2 separate regions of the Anas platyrhynchos genome follow, and region 2 is linked to region 1. Evidence: chromatin contacts called from public Hi-C data. All regions are on one chromosome and are shown on one strand. Each heading gives the region's core, a stretch centred on a gene start, on an enhancer-like site or on the middle of the called end of the contact. The rest is flanking DNA. Distances are from core to core; before and after follow the strand shown.

Evidence for each region. Hi-C and Micro-C count contacts between places; a contact is called where the count stands out from the background.
Region 2: a Hi-C map of small yellow follicle shows a contact between it and region 1, with 3 times the contacts expected there. The contact joins two enhancer-like sites. A contact is called at or near these places in 2 of 8 Hi-C or Micro-C datasets (F5 follicle and small yellow follicle).

Annotation. Positions count from the first base shown.
Region 1 is chr5:25,463,612-25,470,400 of IASCAAS_PekinDuck_T2T, reverse strand. The region is part of intron 1 of SLC25A21 (solute carrier family 25 member 21); the gene reads right to left. Among named protein-coding and RNA genes, the nearest start is that of MIPOL1, 14 kb to the right of the region's middle. Within about 2 kb of position 2,535, at least 2 of the 8 cell types and tissues checked have an H3K27ac peak or open chromatin away from gene starts, as enhancers often do. A contact at or near this core is called in F5 follicle and small yellow follicle, where this site is marked.
Region 2 is chr5:25,561,285-25,568,073 of IASCAAS_PekinDuck_T2T, reverse strand. The region is part of intron 1 of SLC25A21 (solute carrier family 25 member 21); the gene reads right to left. Among named protein-coding and RNA genes, the nearest start is that of MIPOL1, 110 kb to the right of the region's middle. Within about 2 kb of position 4,058, at least 4 of the 8 cell types and tissues checked have an H3K27ac peak or open chromatin away from gene starts, as enhancers often do. A contact at or near this core is called in F5 follicle and small yellow follicle, where this site is marked.

The sequences.
Region 1 (6,789 bases), core at 1,286-3,785:
ACAGATCTTTAACCACTTGCTGTAGCTTAACTTCAATACTTCTTTCATATGACGGACATAGTTATCTTCCTATAGAAAAACTTTCAGATAGCAAAGCCCTCTGTACAGTTAGGCTTCTTCTTTCACACATGAACTCAGAAAACAACACAGCAGCCTGAGAGTCTGAAGAGACAAAGCTGAACCACAGTCGTCTGCAATTTCCTTTTGTCTCCGTGCAAGACAGGGAAGAAGCACAACACTGCCATCTCCACCTTAAATGCTGAAGTACAAGTATCACACGCAAAAAGATTACAGAATACTGCAAACAAGAACATAAGTAAAGGCTTCTAAAGATTTATGAGCAAATTAAGAAAAATACTGTCAGGCAGAAAAATAAAGTTTAACGAACCAAGATAATGTACTAGAAATACATTAAAATCAATGGCCTCGGAGCCTGAAGGGAATAGAGCAAGTGAGGTGAAAATGTAAATTCCCTCACACTTCCAACATCACCCCCTGCCCTCAAGTGACCAACATCAGAAAGGCAAGACATTTTGGATAGTATTTCTATGCCTTGGTTTATCTGTCAGTGTTCCAGATTAACACAAACTCTGGTGATGGGTTTTTCTAGTGGCAGGCTTGTGCTGGGAAACAAGACCAGCAACTTGATTGCCACAGCTGCAACTCACTGTTTTTTTCCACACATACAGTCAAGCAGGTTATAAACTGAACAAGGTGCAATATGAAGGCCAAAATCCGTTCCTCAGACCCTAAACTCAATTCAGGACTTGTACACGTTCATCAGTGCACCAGTACTACAAAGAAGAGTTTCTTAAGCTCTTTCCTAAAAAGCAGAGCGAAACCTTCTTTCCCTCTTAATCCTCACACAAAGCTGAGCAAAGTCCTTTTTTCCTGGCATGGATTATTTGAATACGTATTTTCCTTTAATGGTATTTGTTAAGGGTTCAGGTTACCTGAGAAGCAGGTCCTACGAGTGTATATATGGAAGGTGACAAACAGCTTCATTAGCTACCACAATAGAGCAAGTTAAATTGCTGATATCTGTTAAGCTTTGGGTGACATTCAGAAGCTGAAGCATTCTTGGCACTCACTGCGGCCTGATAAAACAAGTAAGCAACCGAATGAGCCAGCTGATATCAAACCAATGCCTCCTCTTCCTCCACTGCCTGGGTATTCCTGCCAGCTCCCCCAGTTCGAGCAAACAAACTAACAGAAAACTAAACCAATTAGGTTTGTCACTTAAGCCTCTTGGATCGGTTCCCTAAAAGGGTTGAGCATCATTTCAAAGAGTTTTCTAACACAATAAGTACAAGCACAGATAAATAGCACCACCTCTTTCCTTTACAGGTCAATGTCCCCACTGACCTATATTGAACCTTGCAACAGAAAAGGGTGACATGGTCAACCTAAATGCACCCTGAGTTTGTGCTGATTTTAACCTAGATAGTGACAAAATCCACTGGGATGGAAGAAATAATTAAAAAAAAAAAAAGTATGATGAGAGTCTCATTATAAGTAGCACTTGGCTAATGAGAGAAACAGGTCTCGCAAAAGCAACATCATCCCTAACAAAAATATGAGCTAATTGCAAAGGAAAATAACAATGGAAAAAATCCCAAATACTAAACTGACAAGCACCCTCTCTGGTGCTGGACATTTGCAAACTGTTGGCATACAATAAGGTATACTGTTAGCTGAAACATGGGACCAAACCAAGAGAAAAAAAAAAAAATAGTTGTATGCACAGAAGAGACATGAAAAGTTCATTCCTATCTTTCCATGGATCATGCTTAGTAAACAGGGAACAAGAGACTGCCTATCAAGTTTGAGGACTTTATTGTTGTAGGCAGGAACCGAGTGGGTGTATTTACTGGCTACAGCAGGTAGGAAAAAAGCTGGGGGCCTCCATTTATTTACCTAGTTTGTCTGTAGATATGAAAAAAGAATATTTAAATTATACACGAGAGGAGACACATTGGAGGAGATTCCTGACAGAAAATGTTTTACCCACTAGCAGGTTTGATACCACCAGGGTTCTGGCAAGAACACGTAAGAAAACAAAGCACAAATTGCATACATTCAGAGCACACTGCCATTTAGGTCCTGCTTGGCACGGGACCCATGTTTGAAAAATACCTCAGACATCTGATGTTCTACATATAATGTTTTGATCTGGGAAAAAGAGTTTCAGAAAAACCTAGAGATGCCGAGCAGAAGCTAAGCAAAACCCAAATGGAACTCTGATTGAATGGAAACAGTGCAAAGGTCTGTCAGACCACTGCCAACATCCATCCTGCAACATATGAGGGAGAAATACAAATACGTCTTGGACACTCAAGAATGGAAGGAAACCTATGCTTGATCCAGCTCCAGCTCAAAGCCAACTGAAGGTGACCTATAGATATGGGATGGAAATCTCAATAGAAAGCATGAGAAATTGACTGGGTCCCAGCTACGACTGGAGGAATAACTAAGCTGTCCAGAGAAGCTGCTAAGGCAAATATTGACAGTACTCTTATCTAACAGTTTCAAAGTGTAACCCAGGAAGTCAAGGTGGAACAGCAATGTGATTAGATAACTGAGTGTAAATAGGCTCAGACAGAGAAGACTGCTTCAGTCTTATCTCACTTATTAAATCTCATGAATTTATTGTACTGTCTATGAGCCCACAAAAAACCCTATTCCTCACTCAGCAAGACAACCGTGTACAGACTGAACACAAATCAGAGAGAAAACATCTCCAGATATGCACCCCAGATCCTTTGGTAAAAGGGCAATGGAGCCACGTTCAAAAATATGACAACATCCATGTGACTTTACATATCTAACTTGGTGAATGGAAAATCAAACACTATATTTTTTTTCTTTCAAGTTTGAGAATAAAAGTTGTAGAACAGAATGGGAAATAACGTACATTAAAAATGTTGCATTCAAGAAAGGGCTCCAAAATTATGAGGCCAGAGCTGTGGCAGACTGGTGTTACCCAAGCAGTGAGAGCAGTAATAGGTTATCGTGCATCACAGATGCCTGTGCTAGTGGTACATCAGAAGTGATCTCCTCCTTTCCTTCAGTAAAGGTTTACATTTTTTGAATGGAAAATGTGCTTTTATATAAAACTGTTACCACTTTTCCAAAAGAGATTTATGATGCTCTTCAGTGCATCTCACAGCTCTTTTTACTGAGAACAATACAGCTGATCCAACAGTAACTGATGATGGGCTGCACATTTTAGAAGTGCAATACTTTTAAATTTTATTATTAAATAACAGCAAATTTTCCAACATTTTAGCTTAATGCCCAAATGTAAGAAGGGATATCAATTAAAGTTTCGTACAGGACTTCAGAGATATAAGTTAATAGATTGTATACAATTCTCTATTTTTTTATTTTTTTTTTCACACTGAATAGCATTTGTAGTAGAGTTAGAATCAGTAATTTAGGTGAGATGGGAACTTTGGGGGTCAGCTGGTCTGACCCCTTTCAAAGACAGACCAGCTCTGAAATCCAGACTGGTCCAAGCTCTTTCCAGTCCATTAATTATTCTTTCTGTATTTTATAACATTGTAAAGACAAGCTTTCAAGTCACTGATGGATTATATATTGTTCATCCTTAATTGCTGTGATTAGTCTTCATTCTGTGATAGTTTATCACATAAAATATATATATATCTTTTGTGGTAAAATTTAGATCTTGAATTCAGAATTTGTCAACTTTATTTAAAAATCCTCCATTAGCAAAGTAAACTTTCAACTAAAGCAAACTTGCATACCTTGGTATAAAGTGAAAATTCTTCCAGTTTAAAACTTTTTTATTGTTCTATAAGCAGCATGTGATGATCTTTTGAAGATTTTGCTTACAACTAAGGCAAAATATATACATTTTTTCCAATATCATTATAGCTTCTTGTCTTTGGTATTTTTTATTTTGTTTTATTTTATTTTTAAATCAATTGATGTTTTTTCATCAAACAAAACTTCCAAAGTTTCTGGGATAGGAGCCCTTTACCAGTCATTCCTACCAGATAGGAGCAGACTTTGACAGCCCCATTCTATTCCTGCAGACTTCAGTGATTTGTGATTAAAAATAATACCTGCCATGATGAAATACATGATATCTTCCTCTAGGCATTCAGTTTTAGACACTCGAATTGGAAAGTTTAATTTTAAAGTTATTTGCCTACATACTTCTGGGATATTGGCATAGGCACTGCAAACTTAGAAGGTCGCTGCCTCGCTGCAGCAGGATGCTTCAGAGCACCCAAGCCTGCAGTCAGTGGAATAATTCATCAGCAGTTCAGTCCTGTACACATCCAGGGAGCAGCCACTGGGAGCTGGTGAACAGATGGGCATGCTGGACACCGAAGGAGACCTTGTGCAGATCTAATACAGGTCAAAAGAGATACCAGGGGAATAGTAACTTCCATTGATTTCAAAGGAATTTAAATACTTAAACCACTCTCATGGTTTAGGCACCTGCATACCCTTAGAACTAAGGAGTGCCAGTTCCCCTGAAAGTACACATGAATAGTTAATGTATCAGGGCCCAGGAAGCAGGACAGTTATGCCTAAGGTTCTCCTCAGCTTAAAATTAAGTCCATCATTTCATTTTTCAGAGGACTTCACTCACCACCAGGGCCACTGCATATACAGCTACTCTCCTGTTGAGCATGCACCACCATGTAAAAACAAGACTCAAAGACCCCAAAAGGAGCAAGAATGAACCCAGATCTGCAGCCCAGTAAGAAAGACTCAAGGATAGAAGGACTTTCGCAGTTCCTCAGTTTTCTGGGCTACAGACTAAGCCAAGGAGGGTCCCAAGTCTTTCCCTGGTCTCATGAATCTCCCAGGTCTGTTCTGAATTGTTCCACAAGCCGCAGGCGCCCAATTTTTGCTTAGGCAGAGTGCAGGCAGTCTAAATCTTGCCCTTAGTCAAAACTATTTATATTACAAACCTGAATACTGAAGGGTTTACAAAACAATTAGCAAACATAAATATAAAATATGTTCAAGTTTTACAAACAGTTCAACTATAATACAAAATGCAATACAATGATTTATTCCTCTGTCTGAATTTAATTTCCTAACTACAGAGTTTGTAGTCAAAATAAAGACAAAGCAAGCTATCCTTATTCCAGTTGAACTAAATACAGTTCCAGCCCTAGTGATGTCCCCCTGAAAAGGGGATTTATTAAACACAGCTGACTCTCCCATCAGAACTTTTCAGTTCTTCACAGGTTTTGCAATTAAGGTTCTAGGTGCAGTTACAAACATGAATTAAAATGTCGGAAACAAGGATTAAGACGGAACAGAAAAAGACCAGTTTAAGACTGAGCTTGCAACAATTGATATACCATCTCTACTTGACTGCAGTGTTTCTCCCTGAAGAATGTTACTGTCATTCTGTGCACAAAATGCACACGGCTCAGTCCAAATAGCGGAGTAGCATGCTGTTTTTAGGGTCCCCTCTGTTCTTAAAAACAGTTGGAAGATGCATAGATAAGGACAAAAAGGACTGCAAACAAGAAGAAACGAGAAAAAAAAAAAAAAAAAAAAGCACAATTAAGGCAGTTATTTCCCTCTCCTCCCTCCAGGATTATGTCCAGGCTTCTCTACAGGTTGCACAAGACATTCACAGCATGTCAGTGAACATGTCTAATTTACTTGCAGGTGCCCATCTTGCAGGTGCCCATCTTGAGGAACCATGATTCCTACATATCTCTGCACAACACCTGAAATCTTCAGTGAATAAAGTAGAATAAAAAGATTAAGGTGTAATCAATAGTCAAATATACATGTAAGTGACAGCACATTAAATGAGAAGATAATGAGTATTTAAATAGAACAGCCATTATTCATTCTATTTATTGAACAAATTATAGATTGATATGGAGAAAAAGGAAAAGGCTATCATATAATGAAAGGTGGGATCATACTACTCAAGCACAGGAGTTGTTGCCCAAGTTATTCAACCTAATTCCAAGCATTGACTCTGCAAGACCAAGCAAATGACTAGTTCATTTTAAAAGTTTAGGGCAAGTCTAAACTGATCAATGTTCCTGGAATGCCTTTAAAGAACATTTCTGAATGTAGAAAATCTATTTGTGGACAATATATAACTAAAACACTGTGAAAGTAGCTTATCCAGAAAATGTTTAGAAGTTCATTCTATGCTGCCCCTTATCTTTGTTCCAAGAATTTTGACAAGTGACATTTTTAGTGGATGTTTAAGGACCACCTGCTCCAATTTTATTGCCACTTCTTGCTTTTCAAAAGTCTGCAGAAGATACCTGTGTTTGTATAAACTTTAATTTTACATCAATTTATTTTTCCCTATTGATTTCCTTTTTGCTTGTGATCCTGCTGTTTATTCTTTAGCTGCCAGAAATATTCCAGGTAAGCACACTCTTACAGAGGAAATGATACCAAGAAGTTCAAATACACAGTAAATTATACATTTTACAGGTTTTCCAAATTAATAAACAAAGCTTGAATTCTTATGCTTACTGATATAGAAAAGGAGTTCTGTTTATATACCACTTCAAAAGTGGTATATAAACTTATAAACTTATAAACTTAGTTCATGTGTGAAATATCAGATGCCATCTTGGTTTTTATGCAAAACAGTTGTTTTTCATTGATTTTTAGAAGAATGTTTGCTATTATTTTCCAGAGTTAGAAGTTAAAGCCCAAATCTTGATTCAGGAAGAAGAAGATAAACAAAATAATATTTGCTTACAGTAATGGCATCACATGGGTACCAACATTCCTTCAGTAGGCTTTAATTAGATC
Region 2 (6,789 bases), core at 2,809-5,308, 96 kb before region 1:
TTTGAGGTTGTCAGCCACTCTAACAATAGGAGAGGCAAGTTTTGTATCTGAAAAGATTAAAGTCATCTGCTCTCCTTTCACTTACTATATTTTGTGTTAATCTTAATATTTCATTTTTATACCACACGAATGACAATATTTCTTAAGCCTCAGTCTCCATATAGACATACTTTTTCTAACGCTAAGGGCATTTGCTTTAGCACATTTCCAAAATGGTCCAGACATGATTTTGTAAAGAAAAAATGAACTTTAAAAATTGCAAAGAAAAAAAGTTTTAAAACCTTAATTGTGAATGACACAACTGCAATACATGTATATAATGGAAAAATAAGTGCGGTAAGTTAAAATACAAATAATACTAAAACTCAGGACCCCCAAATCAGCAACAAATTTGCTTATGTTAATGGATACACAGCTGTAAGCACATAAATCCTTGCAGGTTCAGAACACAGGGCTTGACTTCACACCTGCTGAACTTGACAAAAAACTTTGCTTTTACAGATTTCAGCAAGCTCAGAATCAAGCCATCAATTTTTTCATGTGAAACACAGAATATAGATGATCAGGCTTTGGCAGCAAAGGTATTGTTTCATGTCCTGTTTTGTAGAAGGAGCTGCTAAAAGCATGAGTGATCTGATGTTTCTCTTGTGCTGCTATAAATCATGAATAACTAGAGTCATTAGTGTAATACAAAAAAGGTAAGAAACAGGCCAACAGTGTTGGTACATGCACCCATACTGCACTAGACACCCTTTGAAAGAAATCTCTAGTTACTTCTGTTCTGCTGAGAAAATAATGGCATGATACAGCTCAGGAAATTTTGTTTTGGGAATAACATACACAGAGGGCAGCTAATCGTTTCAAATATTAATAATCTATTTTCATAACATTTTTTTTTTTAAACTTGTAAGCCAAAGAATGTGTTATTTTACTAGATGTCATTTCAGAAAAAAAAAAACAAAAACAACAAAACACTTCTCTATAGATACACATCAAGAAAGTGTGCTACTTTTTCAGATATGTATTTAAAAAATCACTGCTGAGAGAAGACCTTATAGATTCTTTATTTTTTAAAAATAGGGTCAGTCATAACTAACTTTCATAACTAATTTAGATAACATATAGCCCTAACTTACATAACTTATAGCCCTAACTTACATAACTTATAGCCCTAACTACAAGTTTATTGTAGGAATTACATGTTCTTAACTATAAAGTTATGAATGGAGACACCATTTTGGATTACTAAATTATTGTAGAAAAATGCAACATTTTCATAAGTACATCTCATTTGCATTCTTTATTATCTCTGAGTTAAAAGCTCAGTAACTTTTTTAATATTAGTGTCTACTATTTACACAATTGCTTAAAATCATGTATGCAAACTTTCTTATTCCCTTGTTCTAGAATTAAACTGAAAGGTACAGAAGTGCTTCTTATGAAATTCAACAAAAGGATGTATTATTTTGATGTCTGCCTGAAAGAAATAGGAACAATTATTATAGTGCGCATGCATTTTACAATATAAAGCATATTAGATATTGCATTAGATCTTGAATGTCTGAGAACAAAGAGGAAGCTGATGCAAGTCATGGAGGATTTTTTTTTTTTTTTTAAATTAAATATTCAGACTTCAAGTTGTAATATTAAACAAATAGCAGTTATATACAACTTATTATATTAAATGATGTCTCAGCATTTTACTAGAAGCATTGAAACAAACCAGCTTTTAATGTCACTAGAAATCCTAACTCAGTGTACAAAGCGATCCTTTGTAATGCTCTATCATAAATTTTAAATGTACAAGCTGTACATGGTTCTTAGCCATTAAACAGAAATGGGCCAAATTCTATTTCAGCTTGAACCGTTTTGGGGGAAGAAGGTTTCTAAGCAGAGTATAAATCTTGTCAAAATTTCAGCTAGTAATCAGTACTGTAAATCATACTGAAATTTTGTAAAGGAATGACACTTTGTGAATATGTTATTACAAGTCTTGTTTTTCCTTAAATATTCAAAATAGACCTTTCTAGAATGTTTATGATGAAGGTGCTCGGTAAGACAGCTCGTCAAATGAGTTTCATTTTTTACTTGCTGACTAGCATGTTTTATTATTAATGCATAATATTTTATTTTTTACTTGATGACTATGTTTCATTATTAATGCACAATGCACAATATTTATTTTATTTATTTAATGTGCCTACCATATACGTTTAGGTATTTGTTTTTAAGACTTCTTCTCAGAACGTAGCATTACAATGATAGAAGCAAATCTTCCCCCTATGTAATAAAGTCCTTTTCTTCATGAAGAATCAGGGCAATATAGTATGAACATGTGGTGATACAAAATGCAAGGAATATGCAAACTGACACTGTAACAAAATAATCTCATCAAAAACACATATTATTATCAAATATATTAAAAACGCTATTTATTGTAAACATGAAATGCTACAATCCTGGGCTTTTAAAATACTGGCTTTTAGAAATATTTAAAAACTCTATCCCAGAAAAAAAAAAGGATCTTTTAATTAACTGTATAGTTATATGATATATATGTAGTAAAGTTAATTTTTACAGTAAGTTTAATCTATTTCAGGGGCAATGGCTGAGGGAACATGCCTACAGACACTTTCAGTTGTAACTTACTAAAGTCTCCAGTGAACTACCATCTCCAGTGAAATGGATTTTAGCAGGATTAGTTTTCGAAATGCATGCAATTTTGCATGGAAATACAGTTCTGTAAAGTTTTTTTTTTTTTTTTTTTTTTTTTTTTTTTTTTTCCCAGTGCTGCAGCTTCTCAAAAATTTACCAAAAGTAAGCAGTAAATGCTGAAGTAAAAGACAACTGTTTTCTTAAAATCCAATTCTTTCATCTTAGGAGCTTTGAGACATAGTATAGCAGAAAAGTGAATAATTTATGTTTGATTAAATCGCTGTAATTAGTCATTTAAATGTAGATTAACTACACTGTTCATTCTATTATTTATTTAAAACACAGTTTTACCAATATAAGTTGTTTTCTTAAAGACAATTAAAAACATAACTGTTTTGTATATCTTACCTTGGGTTTGAAAACTGCTTTTTTCAGTTACTTCCAGGATTTTCTTTTTCCATAGCTATTTACCAGACCACAATTAAGGCTCTCAGTAATGTCTTTCATATTTAAAAACAAACAAGTTTGCTCAAATGATAAAGAAATTTATTTATATTAGCTAACTATACTGATGAAAAAATCCTTACCATATATATTTTTTTCTCATTAAAAAATCACACAGAGCACACACTTTTCGGTTGGAAAGAACATGTTCTTAAGTTTGTACAGCATGATTTTTTTTAAAAACACCTATAGATAATAATAAAAAAGGTAAAAGAGTTGTACTGTCACCTAGTGGATAAAGGTAGTAGACAAGTACACCTAGGATTACTTATTAAGATACTTACAATTTTAACAACATTAAAATATACATCGTTTTTTATATAGATTTCCTGGAAGAGATGAGTAAACAGCAAGAATGGGATCTACTTCTGTCGTAAGTCCTACGAGTATTATAATGACAGCCCTACAGAGTCTTTGGCTCTGAATATAGCTTTTAATTGATTCATTGTAATGTTGAGTATTACATTCTAAATCTGAATGTAAACATTGCATTTTTAAGAGCTTCAGATGTAGGGGAAAAGTCTCAAACTAGGAGGCTGACTGGTAGTGTAGACAACACAAAGAATAAAGCTAAAAAACACTGTGACCTTTGTTTTGCCTTCTGCTCTGAACATACCATCTTGTTTTTGTACTGCAGCTCCAAAATGTCTTTAAAAAAAGTCTGACAAAGCAAAACTATGGGAGTCATGCTTCTGAGACACAAGAAAAGCATCTACACTAAATAATTATTTAAGCCATTAGATAATCCAGTCTAACTACGTGCATAGATTAGGCCACTCACTTGCACAGTTTCCTTTTTTTTTTTTTTTTTCCAAGAGAAATTCTTATCATAGGAGCAGGCAAATATCTCACTGAAATTTGACCAAACATCTTCCTATGCTACAACTCGTGATTTAGGACCCAAAGAAATCATTTGCTTCAGGACACAGCTGACAAAACTCAAACCAAGTCAATGCTGCCACTCTTCCATTACCATTCTCCTGCAGCAGAAACCTGTTGAGAGTGATACCAATCTTAGATATATGAAGGGACTTCCCTCCATGTACTGCAACATAGTAGGAAAGGAAAAAGATTTTGGGATTGGTCATTTTAATAATAATAAAAATAATATTTTTTATAAAAATATTCATTTTAATAATAATAAAAAGTAATTTTAAGGGAAAGTAATACCTCTTTTTGAAACAATTAAGGGTAATATCTTCTACTTGCGTACATTCAATAGTCACAGTTAGTCACAGTCCTAAGAAAATTTTCTATTCTTTTCATGCATTTAAAACACTGGCTGAAGCTCTTAAGCTCTTTATATCCACTTCATCCTTGTCCATGGATTGAGAATTCTAGAATAACAGAGCAAATTGCTCTTAGACGACCACTTTTATGAAGGTCTTTTTTTCTGTCTTTCTTTTTTCCTGTAGCACACAGTAATCCATATCAGTTTTGCAACTACTGCAATTCTATGGGAACATGCTTTAGACCATTATTATCATAAAGAATGAGGCACATGCACAGGAACTTAGTAAGAGACGCCTTCATGGTGTTGTATTACCTGACATTAAATCATTTCACCCTTGTTTGCCTTCAGTGAAGCAGCTTTACTTGTTCTTAGTGCTCTGGTCTGAAGACTGATTCACTCAACTAAGGTTCACATTCGGGGGAAAGAAAAAAAAAAAAAAAGAAAAAAAGGCAGACTATCCTAACTTACACTGCAGTTAGACTTAAAAGCTGCACTCTACAGCTTTCTAGCACCAGAACAGCCAAGACAAATAGCATCATTCTGTCTTTCCATGTAATACACATACATTCTATCTTTAAATGTTTTAAATAAACAGTCAACCAACCAATTAAACATTTGTAGTTATCACAGTCATGTGAGCTATACTAGGAGTTCTTCTAGTGAAAAGTATTTTTCCCTATGTTTCTCTTATGTATGGTAAAGGATGGTTACACATTGCAAATACACAGCTTAGAACAGAACTAAGTCAATTTTCTGCACTGAACAAATTCTTATAGAGCTTAACTACTGAGCACAGGTAGAAGTGAATAGTGAGTTCAGTGTGAGTATCGTCAATTTAAAAACATGTTTGAGTGGGAAATAATATGATATACTTTGTCCTTGGCACACAAGACTTTTGCCTGAACTTAGTGTTCAGTATGTCCAGATTGCAACACGGATTCATGATTCTCGCTCTGGTAGTAGTCAGCAGTATGTGCTTACAGCTTGTCCTTTCTGTGTATGTTCCTACATGTAAACATGTTTGCTAGAGTACTCATGCTGGGAAGCAAACATCAAAGGGCATGATTAATGATGGAAACTTAAAAAAATAAAATAAAATAAAATAAAAGTTTGGAAAGGCATTTCCAAGTTACTTCCTAGAATGTAACAGCTTTTAATCTAAATTTTATAGAATACAGTCTTCAAACAATATTACAATATTTGCAATATTAACTCATACTTCAAATGGACATTAAGGAACTTTAAGTAGCATTATAACATGAAGGATTGTCTTTAGCAATAGATGAATAATTGCAGTTCAGGAACCACTTTGGATCTAACAATTGAATCTAATAATTTGTTTCATCTAGAGAAAAATGACAGTTAATAGTTTCACACCTGTAGGGGTAGGGAATCCATTTTCATTCTCTGCACCTTCTTTACAAGATATAAAAGGGGAATTACCTGCAACCTCTGTTTCTTTCCACGGACCTGACAAACTCTCTATGATGTATTCACTGTGAGTACATGTCAATTTGAGGAAACACTTTCTTTTGCCTGAACATGTGATGGCAATACTCAAAACGTATTCCCTAATAATTCATGTTAAGGCTGAAGACAGTGCAGCTAATTGTAAAGAAGCTGTAGCAATGGAGAAGGTTAGGCAGAAGTTATTTGTGGAGAGCAGAGATATTTGTTTAGTGGGCTTATGCATTGCTTCCTTCACTTTCTCACTACAAAGATGGGGTAGTTGTGGCAGAGGTGGACAAGTTACTGACATCCATATCCTACAGACTTTCTTTGAGCTACAAATTGACACCACCCCTCCAAGCTTCTTAAGTGTGTCTTTGCTAACTGGATCATTTTTACCTCTTGTGCATCTCTTTCCTCTCATACCTGACTAAAAGGGCTCATAGTTGAAAATATCATGAGGCAAGACTTTCCTGTAAGATTTCCTGCTAGTCCTGAGTTCTGTTAAAGTTGAAGATAGGAAGATAGTTCAGTTTCTTCTTCTATTTCTCACTTCAACAAAAGCGAGATGTTCATAGACACAAAGGGAAACAAAAAAGCAGATCTTGAAAAAAAAAAGTCCCAAAAGAAAAATGCAGCTTTGGTTAGGGTTACATTTTCAATGAAGATCAGGGATTACTCTAAAGCTTTATAGAAAGTTCTATTTATTTTAAAAGAATCTCAGACTCATATAAGCACTAAACGAGAATTAAAATACTGAATGGTTTAATGTAGAGCTGTAAACAAAAGATGAGACTAGACCAAGACTCAAGAGACCTCGTTTCAATTTCAACCCAACCACAGTCTTCCTGTGTGATCTATGCATGCCACTTAATCTATCTGATGTTATAGTTCCTTGCCTATATAATTAAGCTAACACTTCTCTGTCTCAGAGGGCTCCTATGAGG